Regions from separate parts of the Sus scrofa genome. Here all the other regions are linked to region 5. Evidence: chromatin contacts called from public Hi-C and targeted proximity ligation data. All regions are on one chromosome and are shown on one strand. The core of a region is the stretch at or near the end of the contact, and the rest is flanking DNA. Distances in the headings are between cores, read along the strand shown.

Evidence for each region. A called contact is a pair of places that touch in the nucleus more often than the background predicts.
Region 1: a Hi-C map of embryonic fibroblasts shows a contact between it and region 5, with 2.9 times the contacts expected there.
Region 2: a Hi-C map of embryonic fibroblasts shows a contact between it and region 5, with 1.9 times the contacts expected there. A contact is called at or near these places in 2 of 47 Hi-C or Micro-C datasets (embryonic fibroblasts and fibroblasts).
Region 3: a targeted proximity ligation map of alveolar macrophages shows a contact between it and region 5. A contact is called at or near these places in 3 of 47 Hi-C or Micro-C datasets (embryonic fibroblasts, retroperitoneal adipose tissue and subcutaneous adipose tissue) and 1 of 2 datasets of targeted methods (alveolar macrophages).
Region 4: a Hi-C map of embryonic fibroblasts shows a contact between it and region 5, with 3 times the contacts expected there. A contact is called at or near these places in 3 of 5 promoter capture datasets (fetal skeletal muscle and liver), 11 of 47 Hi-C or Micro-C datasets (alveolar macrophages, embryonic fibroblasts, liver and 6 more) and 2 of 2 datasets of targeted methods (alveolar macrophages and skeletal muscle).

The regions. Positions count from the first base shown.
Region 1 is chr3:111,007,411-111,010,110 of Sscrofa11.1, forward strand. All of the region lies in intron 7 of BABAM2 (BRCA1-A complex subunit BRE), which reads right to left. Among named protein-coding and RNA genes, the nearest start is that of FOSL2, 170 kb to the left of the region's middle.
Region 2 is chr3:110,880,014-110,882,713 of Sscrofa11.1, forward strand. No RefSeq gene overlaps it. Among named protein-coding and RNA genes, the nearest start is that of FOSL2, 38 kb to the left of the region's middle.
Region 3 is chr3:110,788,106-110,790,805 of Sscrofa11.1, forward strand. No RefSeq gene overlaps it. Among named protein-coding and RNA genes, the nearest start is that of PLB1, 48 kb to the left of the region's middle.
Region 4 is chr3:110,844,771-110,847,470 of Sscrofa11.1, forward strand. No RefSeq gene overlaps it. Among named protein-coding and RNA genes, the nearest start is that of FOSL2, 3.2 kb to the left of the region's middle.
Region 5 is chr3:111,270,458-111,273,157 of Sscrofa11.1, forward strand. The region is part of intron 3 of BABAM2 (BRCA1-A complex subunit BRE); the gene reads right to left. Among named protein-coding and RNA genes, the nearest start is that of BABAM2, 57 kb to the right of the region's middle.

The sequences.
Region 1 (2,700 bases), core at 6-2,505, 260 kb before region 5:
GGTTCCCGGGCTAGGAGTCTAATTGGAGCTGTAGCCACTGGCCACAGCCACAGCCACAGCAACTCGGGGATCCGAGCCATGTCTGCAACCTACACCACAGCTCATGGCAACGCTGGATCCTCAACCCACTGAGCAAGGCCAGGGATCGAACCCGCAACCTCATGGTTCCTAGTCGGATTCGTTAACCACTGAGCCACAATGGGAACTCCAGGGCTCACTTCTTCATCTGCTTCAGGTCTTCCTCAAATACCACCTTCTCAGGAAGGCCTCCTCAACAACCTATTTACAATAACCCGCCTCCTTTCCCAGTAGCCCCGCCTCTTTGTTTTACTTTTTTACGGCCTGTTATCTCCACATAACATCCAGCATATTGTATTTGTTTATTGTCTTCCTCTACCCCCCTCATCACCCTTTACGAGATTCTAAACTCCTCCAGAATGGGGAGTTCTGTCCGTTCTGTTTACTGCTAGAACACCACAAATAAGAACAAGGCCAAGTTCATCAATAGGCACTCGATACATATTTGTGGTATTAAAGCTGAATGGATAAATAAAATACGAGAGTCAAATTTCCAAAATGCACATTAGCAGTCAGTAAATGTATCTTTTCTGAAGCAGTCACTATGAAAAAGAAGGTTTTCAGGCTCTAGGACAAGGTCTGGCAAACTTTTGCAGTAATGGCCCAGGCAGTCAATATTGTTCTTGTGCAGCCGTAAGGTTTCAGTGGAAACGCCTCCGCTCTGATGCCGCAGCAGGAAAGCAGCCATAGACAATATGTACATGAGAATGCACGGCTGTGTTCCCATAAAATGTTATTTATGGACGCTGAAGTGAATTTCACATAATTTTTACAAGTCACAGATTATTAGGCTTTAAATGTTTTCCTAATCATTTAAAAATTGTAAAGAATATCATTCTTAGCTCACAGACTATACAGAGCAGGCTGCAGGCTGGATCCGGCCAGTGGGCTGTAGTTTACCGACTCTTGATCTAGGATTAGAGGATCACTTGACAGTTCCCCAGAGGCTGGAAGGTAGGAAAAATATTCAGGAAGAAACAAAAGCCAAAAGACCCAGATTAGATTAACCAAAATGAAAAGCAGGCCCTTTGGTCAACCCTCTTAGCAACTCCATTTGATCAGCAGGTAAAGCACAAAAATCAGCCTTTTCCAGGCCAAAGGGTGGGGTGAACGACTAGGCAGCTCGTGGACTGTGGGAGTTCTCAGAATGATATTGGATTAGAGCTGTGCAAGAGCGAGCTATTTATACGATTTCAAATGACGCTTGAGGCATATTCTGGTGCTTTTACTTCTATGCTAGGTGAAAATGCTGCCTACAAAAGCCTTCCTCCCACCCAAAATACTAGCTGTTCGTTGGTGACTGAACCTCAGAAATATTAAGATGAATCATATCTGCTCTTTTCACAGTGCAAGAAGAGATAATTTTAAAACTCAGAAAATGTCTCAAACCACACAATAGAAAAGCTGCCCAGCCTGAATGTTGTAAATAAATAAGAGCCCAGTCCTACATGGACACCTTCCTCGCTTAGATTCCAAGGCAGTGTCCTAGGACCTGACTCCAGGTCGGCTGGTGTTAAAAACGTGTCGGTTCTGAGCATCTGAGGATGGAAGGCAGCCTCTGCTGCCCAGCCCTCTTCCCCGGGGCCCTCCCAGGTTAGCTCTGCTGTGCCTGGTAGCCCACAGCACTCAGCCTGGACTTTCTCAAGCTGCTCTTCTTCTCACCTGCAGGCAGCTCGCGGCGCCCCATTTACCGCGCTGGGCCTGGGCTGGCCTGAAAGGCGCCAGCGGACGGCCGCTCAGTCTTTCCCCAGGCCCAGGACAAGGACACCATGCGTTCTGCTTCCCGCTGCTCTGCTCGGAGAGGCAGGTATTTTTGCTTTGATCCCTAAGCCCTGTTTTCTTTCTCTTATTACTAAACAGTTCCCTCCCCATCTCCCTGCCCCCCCACCCCGCTCTCTTTTTTTTTTTTTTTTTTGCAACTTCATCATTTTTCCACATTGCACTGGTTGGCACAGGCGAAGGAGGGAACCACATCAAATAAAGGAATGTAACCACAAAAGCTGCCTTGAGAAGCAAGGCCCCAGATTCTTTTTTTTTTTTTTTTTTTTTTTTTTTGGGCCAATTTACTGTTTGGGGACTTGTTCTCCCATAATCAAATCCTCCCTATCGTGTTAACGATGTGGTGCTGTGTCAATACATTGGAATTCTGCTTCAATCAGCAACCCGGAGCTTAATAGGAAAATGAAGCAACAAAATGTTGGTCTTACTGTTAACCTTAGGCGAGGCCTGTACTTAGGACGGGGATGTTGGCTTCTTGATGGTATGCGGGCCAACCCTTCCAAGTTTTCTGAGAGCTCGGGGTTGTCGGCAGAGGTCTAAAGCCCTGTTTAGGCGTGCTTCTGCCGTTACAGAGGGGCAAGCACTCCAAGCGCCACTGACGGAAGCCCCGAGCACCCCAACTTTTAGCAAGCCGGAGAAGGTTCACGTTCAATTCAAGTGCAGACACTGAAGCCACCTTCAGTTTATGGGCAGCAGCGATTCCTGGGTCTGACTCTGCAACACTCGTGAGGTCTGCACTTAACACCAAAGGGCTTGTATAAAGTTAAAAGTGTTTTGTTTTGCTTTGCCTCCACAACATGAGCCCAACATACAAACCATTCAGAGACAGCGATAAGGTACCAT
Region 2 (2,700 bases), core at 123-2,622, 390 kb before region 5:
TCCAGAAAGATGTATACTGAGCGTGCAGAGTGGTGGGGGGTAGGGGGAGAGCCAGGGCCCCATGAAGGGGCCACGTGAGGCAAAGGGCCCCCTCCAGAGGGCACCAGCCTGAGTCAAGGTTCCTGGTGTATGAGTGAGGGCAGCACATGGTTCCATCAGGACAGCGCCTTGGGCCTGGGAAGGGGGTGCCTTTGGAAAGAGAGATCAAGGCCTGAGTGGGCAAAGCAGGTGCTGGGGGATGGCCCCGACCCTGGTCTCAGAAGATTGCATCCTCAGGGTCAATGGCCAGTCCCGGCGGGGGCGTCTCCGGTGCTGGGCCACCCTTTCCTGCTCTGTGTCAACCTCCCGCCTCACTCCCTGTGGCCAGGATGTCCTCCCAGGTCAGCTGCAGGGCCTAAGCCATCCCGAGAGGAAAGCCTGGCAGCTCGCAGATGGGTGGGTGTGTGGGCTGAGCTGGAGATCTGGACCACAATCCGAGCTGATAGAGCCCACGTGGGTGGTCTCTGGGAGAGCCTGGGAGGAAACCAGGCCGGGCGCCTCCGTCCTTAGCCTGGGCTCCCAGAGCCCAGTTGGAACAGGCGCATCCGTGCTGCAGCTTGGCTGGCTGCAGGGCCTCCAGATGCTTCAGATACCAGAGTCACCACTGGTCATCAGGAGTTGCTCCCAAGCGGCCACAGCGCCTGCACCCCTCCCCGCTGACTCTGCCTGCAGTCCTGGTGGGGTGCGGGTGGGAGAACTTTCCTGAACTCAGGGGCTGTGGGGGGTGGGGTCCATCCCAGAGCCAGGGCCCTGGGCAGCTCCTCTCTGCCCCCTGCCCTCGGCCACCCTCTTCTCTCATCATTCCGCCCTCCCTCCCTCCATCACTGGGAGTCTTGGTCCTTGGGGCCCTGGAGCAGGCAGAACCCTGAGCTGGTCTGCTGGACCCAAGGGTGACTGGGAGGTGGGGGAGGGGCAGAGCCAAGGGCAGTGAGCCCTGAGCAAAGGCGCTGGGATGGCGTCTGAGCCCAGCTCCCCCTGGCTCACGCTGCTGGCAGGAGGCCCAGGCTCAGAGCCGGCCCCACAGGCTGATGCGTGACTGAGAAACGGCCTCCTGGGCCCTGTTCTGGGTGGGAGGGGCCTGGGAAAGTCAAGTTGCTGGGCCTTCCCGGCCCTGTAAGGCCAGCCCAGGCTGTGTGTGGCAGCTCGGGAAGCACAGAAAAGCTGTTTTCTTCATTAAGCATCTGGGTGGGGACTGAAGGAATCAGCAGGAAAGCTTTTCCAATCATCCAGACTTGGTTAGGCAGCCGGGCCCCCGAGGGGGAGCAGGTTTGCCTCCTTTGGTCCTTAGAAGGCTGCTCACTCTCTCCCTCCTGCCGTGGTAATTAGTCGGGGCCTCTCTGGAGGGTGAGTGGCATTTTTCCATACTGTCCTGCAGTCCAGCTGTGGCCTCTGGCTCTGGAACCCAGGAGGGGCAAAGTCCCCAGGCTGAAATTGCTCCTCTCACAGTGGGCTGGGTGAGGCCCACCTAGAGGCCAAGCCTGAGTGACACAGGGGCCAGAGATGTGGCTACCACAGGCCCTCAGGCAGTGGTAATGTACAATGGCTGCTGTGGCCACAATGACCTCTGCAGGTGGCCAGGACAGTGAGGGGCAGCTGTCAATGACCAGCCCTTGATGTCTCTGGAAGCCATCAGCCCCCCATCTCTGGGTACCACTCCCTGCTTTAATTTTGGAGGTAGGATAAGAAGGGCCAGTGACTGGCTGGATGAGGGGATTAGAGAGAGTGGGGGGTGTCTCCTGGGCAACGTGGGGAGCCATCCTCTGAGCCAGAGGCCCAAGGCCCCTCCGGGCCTGTGCTCTCACCTCCTACCTGCAGAGGCTCCCACGTCCCCTCCACTTCCAAGGTGGGATGAGTGAGGTCACGTCTGCCTGGCTCTAATCAGTCTGTGGGGTCAGTGCTCTAGAAACTCACACCTTCCTCTCTCTACTGACACCTTGAATCATGAAAACGTCCAAATATGCGCAAGAGGAAAAAGGATCCCCAGTGAGCCCACCCCTCGGCCTCAGCATCGCTAACAATTTTCTAAACTCTTTCACTTTCCCACTTTAAAAAAACTACTTGAAAACCATCCTAGACATCATGCGAGTATACCCATAAAGGTTTCAGGTTTTATCTCCAACAGACTGAGCTTGTTTGTTTGATGTAGTCCCAATCCTACGTCTTAGCCATTGTTGATAAAGTTAACGATGCTTTCTTTTTAAAATATTTTTTTAAATTACAGTTGGTTTGCACTGTTCTGTCAATTTCTGCTGTACAGCAAAATGACCCAGTTATACATATATCTACATTCTTTTTCTCACATTATCCTCCGTCATGTTCCATTGCAAGTGATGGATATAGTTCCCTGTGCTATGCAGCAGGATCTCATTGCTTATCTACTCCAAATGCAATAGTTTGCATCTATTAACCCTAAACTCCCAGTCCATCCCACTCCGTCCCCCTGCCCCCTTGGCAACCACCGGTCTGCACCCCATGTCCATGAGTTTATGTCTTTTCTGTAGATGGGTTCATCTGTGCCATATTTTATTTTATTTTAATTTTTTATATATTTTTTATTTTTATTTTTTGGTCTTTTTAGGGCCTCACCATGGCATATGGAGGTTCCCAGGCTAGGGGTCTAATCAGAGCTACAGCTGCTGGCCTACGCCAGAGCCACAGCAA
Region 3 (2,700 bases), core at 41-2,540, 480 kb before region 5:
CTAGGCACCAGGGAGGCAGAACTGAGAAGACACTGGGAGCTGGTAGCAGGTGGCCTGGAAGGGAAGGAGTTCTAGGGCAGAGCCTAGGTGTGTGGTGGGGGGTGAGAGGGGGAGGCAGGGGAGATGTGACCAGAGAGAGGCCAGGGGGCACAGCACTGTTCAGAGGGAGTGGCAGGAGAGATGCCCCCCCCCGCCCCGCGGGGCGGGGGGAGAGCGGGGTGGGGTGGCCTGAGATAAGGGGTGTGGGAGGAGTGGGCTGGAGCCAGACGGAGGGAGGGGCAGGGAGTTTCAGGCAGAGGAAGGAGCATTGTGCTGGAAGGCACGGAGGTTGCGAGGTTGCGGGGTGGGTTGGGGGGGGCGGTTTGGGGAACTGTGAGTAGTTCCTGAGAGCGTGCAGGGGGAGGTGGCGAGAAATGAGATTGATGAGCTAAGGGCAGCTGATTCTGAAGGTGCTGCGATGCTCCTTTCAGGCAGTGAGGCCCCCCGGCAGGTGCAAATGGAGGAGCAAGGTCAGATCTCCCCCTTGGGAGAGGAGATAGACCCTTTGTCTGGAGCAGGCAAGTGACCCTGTGAGATGGTGACTGGCTAACTCAGGAGAGAGGCTGGCCCCAGAATGGAGCTCTTACGGGGGGGTCTGGCCTGCGCTGGGGTTTTCGTCATGCATCACCCCAAGCCGCCCTCCAGGGATCATTGGAGGTAGACCGGATTTCCATGGGGAGCAGGTGAAAAGGCTGAGACGTGTTCAGCCCTGGACCTTGCCCGTGCCCCTCAGCCAGCAAGTGGCAGAGCCCAATCAGAAGCCAGACCATCTGAGCTCTTAGGCGCTTCCAGACCCGGCCACCATGAGGCCTCCCCAGGACCTCCTGCTTGAACTCATTTCCCATGATTTTCTTACAGCTCCACCCCAGCCACGACCAGTTTCCTGGGATGCCCTTAAAAACAGCCAGGCTTCGAAGTGCTGTGCACCACCCCGCCTCCACCTTCTCAAACCCATGCCCAGTCCTATTCCATCACAAGACCAGGAGCCTCGGTCCCCCCCGCCCCCGCCAAGCCAGGGGCTGGGGGCTCCTAGCTGTGTGGACCCCCATACTCTCTCCCTGTCCCAGTCCTCCGCATCTCCTGGAAGCTACTGTGACTCCCTCCTGTGGGCACTGGAGCCAAGTCATCCTCCAGGCCACAGCCCGCCAGGATGACGAGGGCTCCCAGGAGGGACCCTCACCCCAGAAGTCCCTTTTTCAAACAGGAGACTGGGATGAGAGCCACGAGGATGGCCTGGCATGACAACAGCAGTATCGGGCCTCGTCCAGGTTCCTGGTGGCTCCTGTGCTGCGCAGGAGGAAGGAAAGACCTTCTCCACCTGGCTTAGGGAGCCAACACGGCCGAGATTTCCTGGCGATAAATTCCCAAACATATTTTTGTTTCTCCCTCTAACATTTAACCTTGGGTATATTTCAAGGGAAACGCTACTCTGTCTGCTTCTGATTCATACCCACTGAGCTCATCAAAACCAGAATTATTTGGTAATCGCTGTTGGGTTTACTGGATGCCCTCTGGGATCTGTAAAAAAAATCTCTGTTCCTCAGAAACAGGAAGTTTCAACAGGAGGACAGAGGCTTGGTTGCAAAAATCAAAATTTGAATTCTCCCTGCGTATTGGAGAGGCATTTCCTTCCTCCCGCCCGTCAACAAACATGGAGTGCGCGTCTCCTGTGTGCAGGGGCTAAGAACACAGGACTTTTTAAAGGGCCTCGGAACTCATTTGCTAACAAAGTGATTTAAGTAAAAATTTGTTTTCTCACAGTTCTGGAGGCAGAAAGTCCAAGATCAAGGGGTCTGCAGGGCTGGTTTCTTCTGAAGCCCCTCTCTTGGGCTGGCAGGTGGCAGCTTCTCCCTGTGTCTTCACATAGTCAGCCCCCTGTGTGTGTCAGTGTCCTGATCTCCTCTTCTTATCAGGACACCAGGCACACCGGATCAGGGCCCACCTGTGTGATCTCATTTTAACTCAGTTACCTCTGTAAAGACCCCATCTGCCCATACAATCGCATGAGGACTTCAACCCGTGAGTGTGGGGGGAGCACAATTCAGCTGATAAGAGGCTCTGTTCTCATGAAGTCATTCACCCCTGACAATGGCTTTCTCTTTGATTTCCATCTGAGATTAGCCCCTGAGATGATTTAGGACACACATCCTGTGCTGTGAGACGGAGGCCGGTCGATGCCATGCATTCGGTACGGAGCTGTCAGATCTGGATTCAAAGTTTGCCTCCTTCACTTCCTCGCTGGGCGAGGTAGCCCAAGTTACATCAGCTCTGAAGCTTGCGTTTCTCACGGTTGTCATGGAGATCATGCTACCCTTCTCACGGGGAGCTTTCGAGAAGATTCGAAAAGATGCAACACGTAAAACACACCACAGTGTCCGGGAACGTCGCAGACGCTCACAAAGTGGGACTTCCTTTGCCAGGTGTATTTCCTGCAGGGGTTCCTCTTCCAAGAAGTGAGGAAGCGTTCTAGCCATTGTCTCGGGAGGAATGTGCCAGCAAGCGTCAGAAACTCTGGCTCAGGGTTAAGATGCTCGATTCCGCAGCCAGTCCAGCTGAAAGGCCTGACTGCTGTCCTTGGCCCCTCAGGCTTGAGCCAGAAGGACCCTTCCTTCGTCACCTCTCACAGTCTGGGCCAGCCGGGTCCCCAACTTTCCATCGACA
Region 4 (2,700 bases), core at 96-2,595, 430 kb before region 5:
GGGGTAAAGAGCACAGGCCTTGGAGTACCAACGCCAGGCTGTACTATTTACGAGCTGTGAGACTTTGGGCGAGTCCCTAACTTCTCTGGGCTTCAGCTTCTTCCCATAAAATGAAGGAGTACAATCCATGACCTTCTAAGGCCCTTGTCAGCTCTGGCACGTCAATCCTTCTGCAGAGATGATCCGGAGAAGCACTGTACCGGGAGTCAGGGAAATTGAGTTCTGGTGCAGGATCTGCCCGGGTCTCAGCTTACCCAGCTCTTAAGTGGCGCCATCTATATCCCCACGGGGTCCTCGAGAGGACCCAGCGGGAGGATGTGAGGGCTGTGAAGCTCTGTGCACTCTTAACACATCAGTTTCAGTCCTCAGTTTCCATATCTGTAAAGTGGGGGTGTTGCTAGGAAAGAAAAATAGAGCCGGGAACTCATAGCTTTCCCGGGGCTCTATATAAAGCGCTGTCGTTTCCGGGACGACTGGCGGCATCTGCCCGCCCCAATGGCCCCAAGATACGGTAATCCCAAACAATACTCGGGGTCATTGTTTACAACTATAAAACACATTCTGTACTGAGCTCCATCCCCAAGGACGCGCAGAGAGGCGAGGCTGGCCAGGCTCCTCGCACCTCCGCCACCGCCTGCAGGGCAGAGTCCCCAACTCCCCCCGCCAGGGTGAGAGGTGTGCGGCAGACGGCTGCGCCCACCCGACGGGGGGGGGGTGTGTTGTCGTGGGGGGGGGGTTGTTTTTCGGCTTTTTTTTTTTTTTTTTTTTTAATCCTGCGTTCTGCCTGCCAGGGTGTGTTTACGCGCCTCTCCCAGCAGGACTGAGTAAATGCAGTCCTTTGACGCAAAACCGTTCAGCCCTTTTCCCAACGGCAGCAGCAAAACCCAGAAAACTGGGGGTGGGGACGGAGTCAAGGGGAGTGCAAGAGAAGAAATCGTGACACTTACTCTCCTCTCCATCCCCTCCCGCTCCGTACAGTACCCGGCCACCTTAGTGAGCTCTTGGCAGGGGGTGTGGAGGGAGGCGCGGCCGGGGTGTCCAGGGCCCTTCTGGGAGCAGCCGCGTGTCGAAGCTGTGTGAACAGACCGCACTCTTAGTTTTTCTTTAAGCTGCAGCGGCTGCCCAGCCCTCCCCCACCCCGCACATGAAAATCCGGGTGCTTCTGGGTCTCTCCCACACAATCCTTCCAGTAATTCGGGGAGGGGGGGGGAGAGGGAGGGGGAAAGGGAGCGAGAGCTTCCTTCGTGGCCTCCGCCGTCCTCGGCGCGCCCAGGCCGGGGCAGGCGCCGCCGGGAGCGCGCGGGCGGGCGAGCGCACCCTCGCGCCCTCTCCCGCCCCCGCCCTGCCTGCTCCCCAGCCCTTTCCTTTCTTGTGGGTTCCCGTAAAGCCCGGCAGCCCTGAGACGTCTGCAGAGCATCACGGAATCTGTGCTGATGCAAGTCGCTAGCCTTCCTTGGCTGCGCCCCGGCCTGCCTCGGAGCGCTTTGATCCCGGCCTTCCCCAGCTCCAGAACTTGTGTTGGCTCCCTCTGCCCGCCGGGAGGCCTGCGTTCTGCATCCTGCCGTCACCTTTCGGTCCTGGAGCGCCAGACACGCAGAGCTGCTGTGGGGACTGAGCTGGTCCAGCTGGCGCCTGGGCCTCACGGAGAATGCCAAACCGAGAATTTCGCCTGCAAGCCCAGTTCATTGCCCCCTCCGTGGGGAATCATTCCAGGATCACCCAGTTAAAGGATCCTCTGACTCCCTGCAATAACATACTAAGCATGGGAGCCAACCTTTATTGAGCGCTTCACAAGAGTCAAGCACAGGAGCTGAATGCTTTACAGGATTGATTGTGTCATGCAATCCTTGCAGCAAACGTTTGGGGTGGATAGTATTCCCTGATTGCAGATCAAGAAGGTGGCATTAAGTAATTTGCCCAGGAGAATTAGAGGGGCAGTGCAGTTGGAAGTGCAGCAGGGCCTCTGTGACATCAGGCCCTTCCTCTAACCCAGGATGTGCTCGACCTGCCTCCTACTGGAATGTCTTTGCTTCTTTCTTCCTGGTCTCCCGAAAGCATGGACTTTATCAGGGGCATGACTTTATCCTACCCTTAGAGGCGCTCCTTAAATCTCCACCCAGCACTGTCACTGGGGCAAGTGCAGTTCATGTCAAGAGAGGGAAGAGCAGGCAGTAGGTAAGCTGCTAAGAGGTAGCTTGGGCTGGCTTCTCATGGCCCCTCTGGGTCTTGGACCTCCCGGCACTGAAGTTAGGAGTCTTTTCCTCTGTCTCTCCTGCCCCATGTTAGGTCCCTGACTTGACTCCCAGAGTGGCTGCCTGCCCTGGGCTGCACTGGCCGCCACCCCCGATTGCTGGATAGTCCATGCAGCCCTTTCGCATACATGGCCTCGTTTCATCCTCACACAACAGCCCTGCCAGGGATGTGACGACAATCAGGGTGACTCTGGATTACCAAGGAGGAGGCTGAGGACCAGAGGAGATCGGCAGCCTTCTCAAGATTTCCCAACCTGTGGCTGCCAGAGCCTGAGCTCAAAGCCATCTCACCTGACTTGACCCCCAGTGCTCTGCCTGTTACCCAGGCGCCCGGCCTGGGCAGGTCAGAAGCACACCCCATGGCTTAATGATCAAGGGTCCTCTCTTCTTCATCAAGCCCCAGCGCATCTGCCATCATTTCTCTATTAGAAACCATACGCTGTGAGGA
Region 5 (2,700 bases), core at 119-2,618:
CTAAATCTTTAGCCACCTCCTTGTCCCACGGAAAGTCCCACTAAAAATTAGGATCCTTCCAATTAAGATTTTTCCATACAAGACATAATCTTTCAGTGCTCTGGTTTCGCTCATCTAATAAACAGACAATTCCTGATCAGCTACTATGCGGGTCACACAGACCTCGGGGATCACAGGGCCTCTGCCTCTAGGGTTGAACATAGGTTTATTTCCAGGACTACAGATTTGACTGCATAGAAACAATCTGGATAACAAGGTCTCCTCTGTCTTGAAATCCAAGTCTCTTTCTTCATGCTGTCCTTAGTGGGTCACCAGGATGTGGGCTGTTTCCATGATGACATGGCCTGATGTCCATAAATCTGACATAAAATCCGCCTTCAGAAAGTTCGCTTTTTTTTTTTTTTTTTTTTTTTTTTCATCTTAAGAACCAGGACACAAAAGAAACCAAGAGCTACGCTAATGATGTTGAACCCTACGGATGAAAAAGAAAGATGCAAAGAAGAAGAGTCAGAAGTAGAAATGAAATGATGTGCCAGACAGACGGTCCCAGGTACCATTCGCAGGAACTCACACATGGGTTTGCATTCTCTTTAGCAACAGGTTTTCCTCGTACATGAACTGGGCTAAAGGTAACTCCTATTCTACAGGAATACAATCAGGTTGCCAAAATGTGACCTCTGAGTCATAAAGAAGGAAGAAAACCGTTCTTTTCTAAATCCCACGACATAGTTCACCCACTCTGGATGACAAATTACAACAACTAAAGGGCTAATTATCTTTAAAAAGTGAAGAAATGTGCTTGATTTATCTCTGGGTTCCAAAGAGTGAAAACCCAAGGCAAAACCTGAAGGTATATCCGAGGTGAACAGTCTTAATGGATGCTCGTAACAGGAATTTAAAATTCCCGCCATCAAGGGAAAGAAACCTGGAGACCTGACTCTGAAGACTTAAGCACGATGTCCTTTGCAACAGGGGAAAAACTTCCACCGATGCATGTACCTGTGTTAGGGGAAAACCAGCCACGGTTCATAAATCATGTCAAAGATCACTGCAGTTTTTGCCCTAGACCAACCCAATGGCAAGGGTCGTTTCAAAGCGCACCCAGCACTTTCGGAACTTGCCGAAGTTTGAAGATTTTTGTTCTTTCAAAGGAAGACAGCAAGGATGAATAACAATGGTGTACTTCCTGGCCATAGGAAGAGGGAGACAGGAGCTCTCCAGCTGCGCTTCCTAGAGAAGTCTGCCAGCTGCCTTCTGCAAACTGAGATCAAAATTGCCAAGAATTTACAGGACAGCAGTTATGATAGATGACCTAAAATACTGATCTGTTGCAAAGAGGATGTAGTGCAAACCACACAGGAACCGACAGGAAATCAGCCCTTGGGCTGGCACTTACACATTTGAGAAGGCTAAGAATCCTGGACCTTTGACAGTCAAATTTCATCATCTTCCTCTGTAGCTAGAGTTACCCTTCAGAGGGAAACAGTCAGAAGGATCGTACATGAAGCTTGTCGGTGCCAACTCGAATTTAACAACACTGCCCCCTGCTTGAATGTGCTTTCCTCACGTGTCAAAAGTCCACCCAAGGTCCTAGACGGCACTTACTTGACCAAACATCACATGTTTGCTGGCACGCACCTTTTTTTTCTCAGCCGTGAGCCCACTGAATGCCATAAATGATTCACAGGCTGTGATGATGGTAAGAAGAAAAACTAATATTTGGAGTTCACCAAATAATGAGTCATACTCCTGGAAGAAAAGAAATCCTTGTAATTGGCAGCCCTATAAGGCGAAATTTTAAAAATTGTTTTTAACATTAATATTCATTCCATAAAAGTTGGCAAAAAGAAAGCAATGGGGAAGCATGTGATATCTGGTTTGCTTATGCCTTATAAAAGTCCAGTTCACGCTCCAAGAAAAAGAGTGAGTAGGATATCTTTTACCTATTCCTAGACTTGCCTTCTGGATTCACTGCTGCCAAGTCACTCATGCTCCCACACAACACTTTCCCTACTAATGCTGACCCTTAAAAATCAAAAGGGAGCTGTGCCTTCTTGGCACCCAAATGCCAAAATGGAATCTTTTAGTATTTCACCTTCATAAAGGGAATGTTTGAAAACAGGCCCCTTTGGCTGTGACATCAGTGAGTTACTGAGGCCTCCAAGGGCCGGAGGAAACGTTCCCAGCCCCTCGCCGTGCTGTCGTACTCCTACGGAGCAATCTGGCAATGGCCAGGGACCAAGTCTTTAAAGCTGTTTTATGGTATTTAACATATGGTCATAAATTGCTCAGTGCTCTAAAGAGGGGCTAAATTTGCCACCCCTATTGATGAGAAATGTTCTTATTTATTTAAATTTAGTGGCAAACTGGCACGTCTCCAGAGGGAGAGGTTTGGGCGTCAGTACAAAGGAAGAACTAACTAGAGATGGAGCTGGAACTTTTCGATACGCTGAAGGCAACCACATCAACGGAGGTTGACAGCACCGCTGTCCAACAGGGTTGGCCATACAGGACGACGATAATAGGAAAAGAGTCTAATTTCTAAGGCCCCAGGAGGAAGGGAAACATACATTTTATTCGGACCGTGTGAACATTTTTTTTTTTTTTAGTTCCTTTCTCTTTCTCTTCAAGGTAACTCTCTCCTCCCTTGTCCCTCTTGATCTTCCCCACAAGTGAGAGGTATCTGGTCTTCCTCTGAAA